Regions from separate parts of the Triticum aestivum genome. Here region 2 is linked to region 1. The links are chromatin contacts, called in public HiCAR-type maps. All regions are on one chromosome and are shown on one strand. The core of a region is the stretch at or near the end of the contact, and the rest is flanking DNA. Distances in the headings are between cores, read along the strand shown. Region 1 holds the start of LOC123136336. Region 2 holds the start of LOC123136341.

The links. HiCAR-type assays count read pairs that join an accessible place to other places.
Region 2: a contact with region 1 is called in a HiCAR-type map of leaf, with 8 times the contacts expected there. The contact joins the promoter of LOC123136341 here to the promoter of LOC123136336 in region 1. A contact is called at or near these places in 2 of 5 Hi-C or Micro-C datasets (leaf and root) and 1 of 1 datasets of contacts at active chromatin or transcription factors (leaf).

What each region holds. Positions count from the first base shown.
Region 1 is chr6B:161,816,160-161,822,862 of IWGSC CS RefSeq v2.1, forward strand. It overlaps LOC123136336, which reads right to left and starts at 3,773. Exons shown (of 8, transcript XM_044555703.1): 1 at 3,394-3,773; 2 at 2,485-2,549; 3 at 2,305-2,403; 4 at 1,058-1,105; 5 at 898-967; 6 at 310-381. The coding sequence starts at 3,612. It overlaps LOC123136337 (DNA-directed RNA polymerase V subunit 1), which reads right to left. Exons shown (of 19, transcript XM_044555704.1): 18 at 6,673-6,703; 19 at 5,455-6,246. The coding sequence ends at 5,710.
Region 2 is chr6B:162,327,101-162,333,803 of IWGSC CS RefSeq v2.1, forward strand. It overlaps LOC123136341, which reads left to right and starts at 2,368. Exons shown (of 11, transcript XM_044555712.1): 1 at 2,368-2,802; 2 at 3,262-3,348; 3 at 3,465-3,584; 4 at 3,674-3,868; 5 at 3,956-4,159; 6 at 4,245-4,732; 7 at 5,314-5,413; 8 at 5,658-5,717; 9 at 5,804-5,896; 10 at 5,978-6,097; 11 at 6,357-6,703. The coding sequence starts at 2,620. It overlaps LOC123136339, which reads left to right. Exons shown (of 9, transcript XM_044555711.1): 6 at 1-2; 7 at 161-488; 8 at 577-832; 9 at 937-1,890. The coding sequence ends at 1,144.

The DNA.
Region 1 (6,703 bases), core at 2,523-5,022:
CAGATTTGCTATGTAGTATGTCATAGTGTAATCTCTAGCTCTCTACCAACAAAAGAAGACATGCAATGCAGTATAGCTCCTTCCAACAGTCACCAAGTAGCAACTGTGTCATTGCCAATAACTCCCTTCCTAATTAACAAGACTTTCAATAACGTATTTGACTTACATGCCCTCTATAGTTTACATCCTCTGGAATTTTTGTGCACAAATTGTGCCCTACACACTACAGACTAGTGCTGACTTCTGAGGGAGTATATGTTCACAAGTTGAAATTCAAACAAACTGGAATATGTTTGACATGTTTTGAACCTGGAGAGCTCGCCAGTGAGAATAAGCTCGAAACAGCGTCCAAAAAAATGGTATGTTTGGCAAAGGCAGCACCTGCAGATGAATAAAGAGTGTTCTGTTATGAAAGTTATTTGTCTTACGTAATAAAATACAACAATGCATCATACAATCAGATCCTTTGATTAACCAGATGATGGTAAAACCAGTAACCAGCATAATTAAATACAATAACTACATCATAAATAATTAACTACTAAACACAAACCTAAATCTGGTTCTCTAATCTTAACAATACACAAAATGACCTTATTATTTTCCTTCTGTTAATTTGAAGTACTAAGCCACAAAGTAGAGCGAGCACACAAGGAAGTTGCTTCAAGTAATAGACCTCAACCAACTGACATGTGCGCAACCTAGAAGGCTAGAATGCAGCAAAAACAAATATTTAAATGATGTAACCATCACAAAGAAGATCTAATGATATATTTGATCAACTCTTAACGGCAGTAAAATCAACGACAGATATAAAATAACAATATCTTTGGAATACATTTGAATAAATCCAATAGGCACACTTTCATTGATTGTAGCTAACACTTAAATTCTTACCATGAAAACACTCGTTACTGGAAGCATGCAAATGCTGCCATACAGATATTTTTTGTGAATAGCCGCACCCCTAATACTCAAAAACCATGTAGAAACAAAGGTGTCAGGAAAGATCTAAATCGAACTAAACAATACACTTGTAAGGTCATAAAGCAATCACCTAACAGCAATGTGCCGCAGGCGTCGGCGCACGAGACGAGGATTTATACTGCAGTTACAAATTATGATTTAGAATAAATACTTAGGGGGGTAAGAGAAGGCATGTGAGTTCAAAAATGCCAGGTAACTGCATGGCAGGGGAAAGACAAGTTTGCAAAAATTGTTGAAGCCAGATATATGCACAAAGTTCATCATACAGAACCCACCTAAATAAGTATATATACATATGTCTGTCTCCTGCTCATAGTTAACTAGTTCTATCATTGGCGGCAATGCATATTCCCTGCTAATGGGAAGAAAATTCTATGAGACCAGGTCTCATTCCCCATCACGTGAGACCCCACCCAGAAAATGACACGTGTTTGGCACCCATCTCAAAGCATCTTCTTCTCCAAGCTTTAAATCTCTGCCAAATTCCCACCGGCCGGCAATGTCTATCTCGTGGCTAGCCTTCTCCTAATGACAGTTGACTACCCGTGGCTGTAACCGGCCTGCCTGCCTGACTCTCACTCTGTACGGCCATGGCCACGCCGATGGAGGCAATCTGCAGGTGCAGGGCATGCCATTTTGATCACATCTCTGCAGTACGGTGAACCGGCGATGCCGCGATGGCCTTGGAGGCCGGTAGGCTGGATGGTTTTTGTACAATGAAGATGGCTAAGGATAAAAGAACAAGCTAGTAACAAACTAGCAATACGATGCTGCAGTTTTGGAGTAGAACAGAAGTGGTTCACCAGTAGCCATCACCAATTGAGCGATTGGTTCTGACTTCTGAGTCATGGCTCGCTAGCTGAAGCGCACACTAGTTGGGATTAAGGAGATAGAAGATGCTAATAGTCTGAGCTCCACGGTTTAAACAGATTGCTCAGCTGGGGATATCTTTGGGGAAGAAGATGCTTTGAGATATGTGCTAGACACGTGTCGTTTTCTGGGCGGGGTCTCACGTGATTGGAAAAGAGACCCGGTACCTACAGTAATAACAGATACTCCCTCCGATCTAAAATAAGTGTCGCTGTTTTGCACTCGGGCTAGTTCAAAACTGTGACACTTATTATGGATCAGAGGTAGTACTATTTACATTCAGAATCACAAACATCAGAAGACATGCAATACAAGATCAACTCAGTAAGCACTCACACCTTCCAACCATTTGAACACCACAAACCCAAAGAAAAAAAAATACAACCCAACTGGCAAGCATATTTTACAGACATGAAGAAACAATAACGCAAGCTTATCACCACTTACCTTGCAGGGTGGACGATTTCAAGCATGGAGACATCCTTGGTCAGTGACTTCAACAGAGTCTCCGACGGCCGCACCCGCGAAAGCAGCTTTAACCCAAAGCTGCACCACAACAAAGCTCAGCGTCTGATCGATCTTGCCACGCCCTTCCACACAACACACGCCAAATCTTAAACGCCCGACCTGTGGATCCGCCTCTTTACTGATCCCTCCGGCGCGCTGCCGAAACCAATCCACGCCCTGTTCATCTGCACACCCGAACAACATATGCTAGTTACTCAATCAATAGTTGGTTCTCCCTAGCGAGTAACTTTTGCTCGGTTAAACATGTTACAGTGGCACATGCTTTAGTGCAATGGATCTTATTATGGAGGAATACAAGTAGGGTGGAAACGACATGGAAACAGACAGACTATGTGCTGTCTATGAGGACGGCATACATGCATAAGGACAGAAATTTCACGTGTAAATCCAGAAATTTCACTTCCATTTGTGTTTCAACCGGAAGTCGTCATCCCATTTATGTCTTCATAATTTTATTTTTTGGCCTCTGAAAGACTCTGTTTCTGTACCATTTTCACCCTTAGACAAAATAAACCTCACGCATAATGCATTTCCCTGCTGAAGAAAGGGCCTGTGGAGGCCCAAGTATATCACACACTTACAAGCATGAACAGACAGTAGAAAACTAGAAATTAATCTGTGGAGGATGGCATTTCCCAACAAGGTTCAGAGTTCGCAACAGATTCTGCCGTAGCAAGGAGGGAATGATTTCAACTGAAAACGTCAGTACATATCAATGCATGTTAACTAAACATTGGAAAACGAAATTCTACGAATTAATAGAAACGTAGCCACGGCGAGATCCAGAACGGCTTAGCATCATCGGATCAACGAAAACATCAGCTGGTTTTGCTGCGGCCACATAAAGTGGACCAAAAACATTCGACTGGAGCTGCAGAGATCATATGGTTCATTCACGCCCACCTAAGACCGCATACCGCAGGCACAGGCTAGGAGAAACGCATAAGTAAAGGATGAATGCGGCGGGCGGAGGAGGGGGGAGAGGGTGGGGGGCATTCCGTCGAGCACCTTGTCCGCGACGAAGTCGGCCACGGCCTCGGCATTCTCGGGCGCCGTGCGGCCGCCGGCGGAGATCCCGAGCCAGAGGTCCTTGAGGGTGGGCGGCGGCGGAAGAGCGCCGCTGCCCGCGGCGGAGGCGGAGGCGGAGGTGGCGGGGAGGACGGGGCGCGGGCGGGCGAAGCACCAGGCGCGGCCCCTGATGGGGAAGACGACGACGCGGGCCTGCATGGTGGTGTCTGGGAGGCCGCCGGCGAGAGGCGAGGAGGGAGTGGCGGTTGATCGCGGCGGGGGACGCGGCGGACGGTGGTGGCGGCGAGCTGGTCCGGTGTGGAGCCTGTCGAGTGGGGTGTGAGGAGGCGAGACCGACTCTTTTGTCTGGGTCGCGCGGGGTCGGGCTTTCTCGGACGTCGGATCGGGATCGGAAGGCTTGACGAGATCATTACAAGTTCTTTTTTTTTTTTGACATAACGAGTGTCTGTACAAAGGCTAGTTCAGTGTAAAACACTGCTGTCAAAAAAAAATAGTTCAGTGGGAAACACAAAACTGAATTTGAATATTTCAAAATTCCAACTAGAATGTAGAATCACACACTCACACAGAGTCGTAGACCCACTAAAAACTTGAGATGCGGAGTTTTCGTTATAGACACCTTGTTGAGTGCCGCCTTCCTTTGAAACAATAAAAGTCATGTAGTGACGCGTCTGACGGTATCGAATAATTTTTGTTTAATTTAACATCATAAAAGTGGTACGTATTTATACGATGGGACAAATACAAATAGGATGCACAAATCGGAAAGCGAGCCACATTTGTTTTGCATTTCTTAGTGAAAGCGAAAACGAACATGGAAACACGTGTAATGTGATCCAGGTGCCCTTGAACATCATGTTATGCTCCTTGGCAATTTGTGGTGCACGCGCGTAACATGATTCCGAGTGTCCCTCCAAGCAGTTTTAACACCTCAAAGACATATGCCCATCATCGTCATTGGGGTTATTGCACTATGTGAGAAGATGCTACATCCACGGGAGTTATGAAAAAAAAAATACGGGACGAGGTGGCTGGTTATGGAAAAAATCAAAGAATGGGCCCCCACCCACAGCTGAAATTCCGGCGCGGGGGGGGGGGGAGGGGGGGCATATGTTGATCTGCATGATGGAATCCGTCTCCATTCTTTAATTGGTGTATAAACTGGGTCAAAAATCAATGTTTTTTAAGTTTGACCAAGCATATATACAAAAATATGAAGATAAACAATTCTAAATCAATATTAATATATACACTATCACATATATTTTCATAACGTATTAATTTAATTTGAAGTTGTTGATAGTTTCTTCTATATGCATGATCAAACTTAGAAATACTTGACTTTTTACAGAACTATACTCTATCTATTCAGGGAAGGAGGGAGTACAAGACACACACTGCTTAACTAATTTCCGAGAGAAAACGTTCTGCTGACCCAGGTGTAACACAAAATCTCATTTGCAAGCATTAACGGACAATATTTCCCGTTTCTTTTTACTCTGTATACAAGGTGTCTTAAATCAAACTTTATAAAGTTTAACCAGGATTATTAAAAAAACATGAACGTTCACAAGATCAGATCAATATCATTAGATGCACCATGAAATTAATTTTGCATGTAGTTTTAGTATTGTAGATATTGGTATGTTTTAATATAAATTTGATCAAATTTTACAAAGTTTAATTTAAGGCAAATCTTGTGCGGCGAAGCAAAAAAAGAAAGGGAAAAGATCACCGGAACGTTTCCTGAGGGAGGTTCTAGGAAACACCTCCAAAGCCTCCTGCCACCTGATCATGATCGATCGAACGGCATTGTTAGTGCTCTGGCAGTTTCGCCTGCGAACTTGGCAATTCTTACAAAATTGCCATGGCAAATTTACTTCATTTGCCATGAAATGTGGCAACTTTACTTCATATACTATATTTGGCATGGGTTCAGGGGGAAAACGCTTCCAGGAAACATTCCCCAGATATTACGGCCCCACAGAAACGGAGGAAGTAAACAAACACAGCACACCAGCCAGAAACCAAGGAGATCACACAAGGATCGAAACTAGTCGCGATTACCATAGGCAGCACACGGGGCGACCTCCCAGAACTTACAGGGTTCATCCGGAAGACGCATCGCATACGACAGGAAACGCAGCCCATCATCAGGTCTAACAACGGCTACCGCCACCACCCCTCTACATCAAAGTCTGTCAGGGCAAGCAGAAAGGGTTTTCAGCACGGGACGCTACGAGCATGTATGTACAACCAGTTCAGTTCAGTTCATTTCCACACCCTAAGCAACCACTAGACCCACTTGTCATCGGCGCCTCCCGCCCACTTGTCATCACCGGCCCCTGACCACTTGTCATCGCCGGCCCCTGCCTCTGGCGCTGAACCTGGCGCTCCGGCATCCTGCTGGGGCAGTGGAGGAGGAGGAGGCAGCGGCAGATCATCTTCTGGCATTCCATCCTCATGCTGGGTCAGCGGAGGGGGAGGAGGCAGAGGCAGATCATCTTCTGGAGCCGCAGCCGGAGAAGCTGGAGTCTCCTGCTGGGTGATCGCTGTCGGAGGTGGAGTTCCTGGCGGCGGGCCTGGCAGAGTGGCTTCCAAGTCCTCGCACGGAGCGGCTTCAGTGGCTGGCGCCGCGGCTCCGTCGACCGCTGCTGGTCGATCGCGGTTGCGCTTCTTGAAGTGCATCTCGCAGATGAGCTCGGCATGCTCCTCGTGGTTCTTCCTCACGTAGTTGTCCATGCACTTGATGTAGGAGAAGTCTGTTTGGGTCCCGTCTGATGACACCACGTAGAAGCACCGGCTGTCCTGGAAAACGTGGTGCTTGTTCACCTGCGAAATCAAACGAGGCCGTTAAGATCTTGCATGTTTTATTATGTTGCGTCAGACAATAACACATTCCATCTCAGGGTTGAGCTGCCAGAACGGGAACAGTAGCTCAGAACACTGAAGGACAACTCTTGGCTGCTTATTGTCGAAACGAAATACGAAGGAATTGTTGATCCAACAACTGCAGAAACTCATGGCTTAATGCTAGCTATTGAGAAGGGCTATCAGCAAGTGGTTCTATAAACAGACTGTCAGGTGGTCGTTAAGTTGTGGCAAGCAGGCAAGTGGAGTCAGCAGGTGGCCAACTTTTGAGATAGATGCAGCAGCTCATCACAACAACTCAGGGATTTATCGTCTTCAGAATAAAGCTAAAGGTGTTTTAACTAAAAAATATATATACAAGGCAAAAGGTAGCACAAGAATCCATACCATTATATGATCAATTTCACCAGACACCTTC
Region 2 (6,703 bases), core at 1,118-3,617, 510 kb after region 1:
AAGTATGATCTCTGAAGCCAGTTCACTTACTACTCCCTCTGTCCCATAATATAAGTCACTAACGCTCTTATATTATGGAACGGAGGGAGTAGTTAGTAGTTACTAGTACTAGAGTAGACTTGACCAATAAGACCCTTTGCTTGTGAAATGGTCGTTGCAGATATCCGAGAACGCCGATTTTGGAAGAAGCATCTTCGAGAGGCTGATCTCGCTAGGCTGCCGCAAGCACCTCCTGGACACCCAGTACAGGATGCATCCGGAGATAAGCAGGTTCCCTGTGTGGAGGTTTTATGACGGCAAGGTAGGTGACGGGGCCAACGTCGTCTCCAAGAGCCACCGGCGCCGGCTCTTGAGAGGCAACATGTTTGGGCCGTACTCATTCATCAACGTGCATGGGGGGCGCGAGAGCAGCGAGGAGCATAGCCGGAGCCCCAAAAACACCATCGAGATCGCCGTCGTCTCGCTGATAGTCGAGAGACTGTTCCGAGGTCTGTCGTATCTACAAGCAGACAATATAATGCTGGCCTTCGTTTGTGGCATAACTTTTTCTCTTTATTTCTGGACGCCACATCACAGAGTCGGCTTCTTCGGGAACAAGGCTATCCGTTGGCATCCTGTCGCCGTACAACGCTCAGGTGAGGGCGTTCCAGGAGAAGCTGGAGAAACCATACGGAAGCCGCGATGGTTTCTCTCTCAAGATAAAGTCCGTGGACGGGTTCCAGGGCGGGGAGGAAGATGTCATCATCATATCCACGGTGAGGAGCAACGAGGATGGCGCGGTCGGGTTCCTCAGGGACGCGAAGCGTACCAACGTGGCTCTCACAAGGGCCAAGTAAGCCAAGCATCAGTAACCTTGTGGTCATGTGTTCTTATATGTATACTACTATGAGTCTATGACTGCCTTGAATGAACTGGGTGGTTTCTTTTGGTCCGCAGGCATTGCTTGTGGGTGATTGGCAACGCGGCGACTCTGTCCAAGAACAGGTCCGTCTGGCAGGACATTGTGTACGACGCTCGGAGGCGACAGCGCTTTTTCCATGCCGACAGGGACAAGGGTCTGTCGGACGCAATGCAGGCGGCAGCTGTTGAGCTCGATGCCGCTGATAATCTGCGCAAGATGGGGTCCTTGCAGTGCGCGGCATGATCCCGAGGTACATACTGTGGAATAAGTTCTCCGAAGCATGCTGTCGGCCTACGGTCGCAGGAGGCTGAAAGCTTCTTGTGGGTTTCCAAAGTTGGCTGGCAAAAAGGAGTGGAAACTAAGCTTGCGGTACTAACATCTTCAGATTACAGAGACCCAGGAGGAAGGAGTGTCGCTCGTTCGTGAGATGATTTGAAGTTCCGAAAGCGGACATCATATATGTTAGATGCGGCTCAAATTTGAAACCGTGCCTGAAGAAGAACGGTTTAACCGTTGTAAACGATCACTTTTATTCGTCGTGAATGAACGGCCATGCCTGCCTGCAAACTTGCATAGCCCTCGTGGAAAAGATACCATGAATGTTTGCTTTGGGCAAAGCATCGGGATAAAGCCGGGGATGCCTTTGGGTGAAAGCTGTGGAGGTTGGTCACGCGCGGGCTCATCAAAAGCTTTGTGTTTAGTCCAGGTTTGGTGCAGGTTTGGTCGTGGTGGGTTTTGGAAGAGCGTCAAGATGCAAAAGATGGGACCAGAGTTGACGGCTCTGAACGAGCTTTGCCAAGGATCTCTGTCGTTCTCGTGTGGTTTATTTTCTTGGATCTGATGTGCTTTAGTTCATTTTTATCAGTAAAGCCAGATCGTTTTTGTAAATGAACACTTTGTTGGTAACACATATACGGTAATCCAAACCCATAAATAACAAGAAAATGGTAAAATTGTAGTAAGAAATGTTGCTTTTTGGACTGTTTGAAGACGCGAGTTATAGCATCATTGCTACGGGCCAAGTAATAGCAGGAGGCAACTGTTTTTGTCAAATGGTTCCAAACAGCACAGGAAGCAAACACAGAAGAGACAGCACAAGATGCCATCCATTGCAATCAGACCGCCCAAAACAGCAGGAAGCAAGCAAGCAAATCCAAAATCCAAAATCCAAAATTCAAAACTCAAAATAACGTGGCAACACGGTGAAAACATCTCACTTTTACAGAGCATACAAGTACTATAGTACTACTACAGTATGTACTTACAAAATGACCATGGAAATTGCGTTGACAACATTACAAGTTGACCGGCGGAGGGGGGCAAGTTGGCAACCAACGGCACGCCCGCGGGCCATCATGGTCAAAATCGTCACCTTTCCACCCGTAGTAGTCGTACTCGTACTAGTGCCCTCCCACTCGCACCCCACTCCGCCAAAAGTCCACCCTTTCCTTCCCTCCCTCCCACGCCCGCCGCCCCGCCCCGCAACCACGCGCGCACGCCCAAACGCCCGCCCGCCATAAAGCCACCCTCTCGTCTCGGGCCTCGCCGCGCGGCCACCCACGCCCAACGCCCCTCCCCACGCCGACGCAATGCACCCCGTCGAGGAGGCTCGCCGCGGCGCGACCGGCGCTGCCGCGTAGGGTCTGGTCAGGTGGCGGCAGGCCGGTGGCGTCGCGGGAGGAAAGGGCCAGGACTGGCGGACCGGAGCCCCGCCGCCCATGCCGTGCGCGCGGGCCGAGGACGCGCTCCCCTCCGCCGCCGCCGACATGGTCTCCGCCTCCCTGATCCAGAAGGTGGCCGGCGGACGGAGGCCCCCCGAGCCAGGCCGCGCTCTGCAGCGCACGCCGCACGTGTCCGCGGGGGACGTCGGCGCGCCGGCGCCGGCGGCCAGCTGCTCCGGGGTAAGTTCCTGCTCCGCACTGCGAAGTCACGACCCACAGAAATCATCATACTCCTGCTATTTTTAAAAATTAAATTTAGATGTCCGGATTATTAGGAGCCATAGCGTGGTTGCGAAAAGCCTAGATTCTTGGTGGAGAAAGGCGAGATTTTAGCACCTAACGCCGCAACCCAGATCAAATCGCTGTCCCTTTGCGGGTGCCGTCGCGCCGAGGGCGCCGTACGGTGGGACGACGTCCTTGTCCCGGATGGACGAACTGCCCCACACTGTCCCCTCGCCTCGTCCGTCCCCCACTCCCGATTAAATCACCACCACAGGCTGTGCGGTCAACCGGCAATCTTGTTGCTTAGTGCTCACTTGACCTCTATCTCTAAGATTGGATGGATTAATAGCATTATCCTCTTGAACTTTATTGATAGCATTATCTTGACTGAATTGCTTTGGTTTGTTCTTGTTGTAGGATGATGGCAAGGGCAGTCGCAGCGGCAGGAGAGAGGAGAGCCGCAGAGGCAGGGCGCGGAGCTACCGGTCGGAGCTCGAGCAGGAAGTGTGTGATTACTCTTCTTCTCCATGGTTACATGTCGTTTTTCGACGGTTCGATGTATGTAATGTATGTCGGTGCCTGGATACGGCGTTTGTTCTTATCCGGTAAAATTCATGCAGGTTAAGAAACTGCAGAGGCAGCTCGAGAAAGAGATCGAGTTGCACGTGGCGTTGGCGGACGCTGTCACGCAGAACGCGCCGCCGCCTGCATTGAATTCTTCTGCCAAGATCCCACCTGAGGTGCAGCAGCTATTTATACTACATTGTCATTTACTAGAAAGTCAATGTGCATTCACTAATCTTGCTTTAACCTTCCATCCATTATGTAGACACAGGAGCTACTAGTTAACATCGCCTCCCTGGAGGGTGCCGTTTCGAACCTCGAAAAGGAGTTAAATGATCTGTATTACCAGCTTTGTCATGAAAGGAATGAACGGCTACTTGCCGAAAATAACCCAGGAGGCTTGCCATCTGCGTCCTCAGATGACCGCTCGCTGTCAACTTGCACGTGTACATGGGAAGAAGTAAGTTTTTATCTGGCAATATCTAAGGGTGCATTATTCCTGATAAAGGAGAGTTATTGATGGTTTCTTGATTGTATTTCTCATCAGCACATATCATCATTGAGGGATTTGAAGTTCGGTGGATCCGAGTCAATGAGATCAATGCAACAAGATTTACTCACAGAACTTGAATATGACCCGGATATTGGAGAAGAGTCCGAAGATAGACAAATGGTTTCCCTAAATAGGCTGCTCGAGAAACACCAAGATATCTCTTTAAACGGACTGTTGGAAAAGCACCGGGACGAAGAGGTCATTTTCATGCTTATGCATAACAGCCTATTCGTGTACTTCTCATACATATTATTAGTATATCGAAGCTTAATTGTTTCTGCAGATGCAAGGATCGTGCTCGGTGGGAAATCAAGGCAAAGAAGATGAAAAGATCGATGATTTATCATTTGAACAGTCCATTCAAAAGTTAACTAGCATGAAAGGAGGAAATCTTTGGAACTACCCAAATCAGCTATCAGAGGAGATGGTGCGCTGCATGAGAAACATTTTCCTCCGTTTATCTGAATCCTCCAAGATATCTGGGAAGGCATCTTCTGATTGTTCATCTTCCTCAGCGGAGCGTCTATCTGGTTCTACACTGGCATCCTTCTCAGATTCATCCATATTACCCTCAATGCTACGGAGCTCTTCGGTTGACTCCTATCACAATGATGAGATGATGAATAAAGCAAGAAACTTTGACCCGTATAAAGTTAATGGAAAGGGAACCCGTAGAGACATCGGAAACTACTGTTCAGCAGCTGAAGTATCTTGGATGTCAGTTGGAAAGGAGCAACTTGAATATGCATCTGAAGCTCTAAAAAAGTTCAGGTTTGCTGCTACAACCTTGGCCAAAGTTAACAACAATCCTACTTTAGACATTTTATGTACTTACAAATATCACTACTTATTTATGGAACAATGGATTTTAATTCATATATGTGGAACTGTTAACATCGGATCAACATTTCTAATTGCAGTGCCCTAATCGAAAAATCTACAAATAACTGAACTGAGGGAAGAATAGGATACTCGATGTAATCTTTAGTTTCTGGAAACAATCACACTAAGTTTTTTTTTTCTTTAAAAATCGAGCTGCTTATCATCATTTAGCACCATAAGGTATCCTTGTCAGCATGTTATCTGCTTATATCTGAATGTGTTTGCTAACAAACTTTTGCATCCCCATTTCTTTGGTTGATCATCCATCTATAACATAAATCTTAGGAATAAAAGAATCTCGATGCATGAAAGCATCTTTTTCGCGACAAATTTTCCTAATTGGTGTTATCCCTGCCCATAAGCCCATTATTCTGGAGCAAGTTTTACTTCTTACTCCCTCTGTAAAGAAATATAAGAACGTTTAGACCACTATATTTAGTAATTCGTGTATCATTCTCATTGGTTTGCAGATTTCTTGTGGAGCAGCTATCAAAAGTTAACCCTAATTGTTTGAACTCTGATGAGCGGCTAGCCTTTTGGATTAACTTGTATAATGCGCTGATAATGCATGTAAGTACGAGTTGTTAATTACAAGGCTGGTTTGCAGGCATGGATTGTATTTCAAAATAATTTATACATTTCCCTGATTCTATATATCTACTTTGATATTCCATATTTAATGGAAAAATAAGATCACTCAGTTCTGTTATATTTCCATTCCAAATCTTTCTTTACAAAAAGCCTTAATTTTCAACTCTCTATGACATGCATGTTGAGCCTCGTGCACTAACAATTCTGTATTGGCATCTACCAGTCATACCTAGCATACGGAGTTCCCCGGAATGACATCAAGCTTTTCTCTCTAATGCAAAAGGTTTGTCGAGTCTCTGTTTCCAGTTGAACAAATACATTCCATCTTTCTTCAGTGAGGCAGTCGGTTAAAGTGAGTTGGTGATGCAGGCCTGTTACACAGTTGGTGGCCAGTCGTTCAGTGCAGCTGAAATAGAGTATGTGATACTAAAGATGAAGACTCCAGTGCACCGGCCCCAACTTGTATAACTCTTTTCTTAATCCATTTTGTTTGCCCCTAGTTTTGTTATAACACCTCTTATTGTTCTCCCTACCCGTTTGTAGTCTTTGATGTTGGCTCTTCAGAAGTTCAAAATTTCTGAGGGGCACAAGAAGTACTCGATCGATCAAGCTGAGCCCCTTCTGCTGTTTGGTCTCAGTTGTGGAATGTTCTCTTCACCAGCTGTAAGTACATGAAGAGACTGTCATAATTTCCTGGAAATACGCGTATATTGCTCTTCCATTCTATATAAAGAAGAAAACCTAGCCTGTTATGCAATGCTTGTTTGTTCAAACCTTGCTCCCTTTTAACGTACTATCTAGGATATTTGAACATGTGCACTGCCATAACCAATTATAAGAATCATAAAGTATAATCTATCTTTCCCTCTGTGTGTATATTCTAATATTCATGTTATTGAGGTGATGATCTGCTGTCATACAGGTAAGAATCTTCACGGCAGCAAACGTCAGGAACGAGCTTCTGGAGTCATTGAGAGACTACATCCAAGCTTCCGTCGGCATAAGTGACCGAGGGAAACTACTGATCCCAAAGCTACTGCAGAGTTACGCCAAGGGGGCCGTCGAAGACTCCCTGTTCACGGACTGGATCTGCCATCACCTCTCACCTGAACAAGTAGCAGCCATCCGAGAGTATTCCTCTCAGAGGAGGCAGCGGCTTCTCGGGGCACGCAGTTTCACCGTGGTCGCGTTTGACTCGAAATTCCGGTACCTGTTCTTGCCTGACAGCAGTGGCTCCCAGAAGCCACAACACAGAACGGGCTCCCTAGG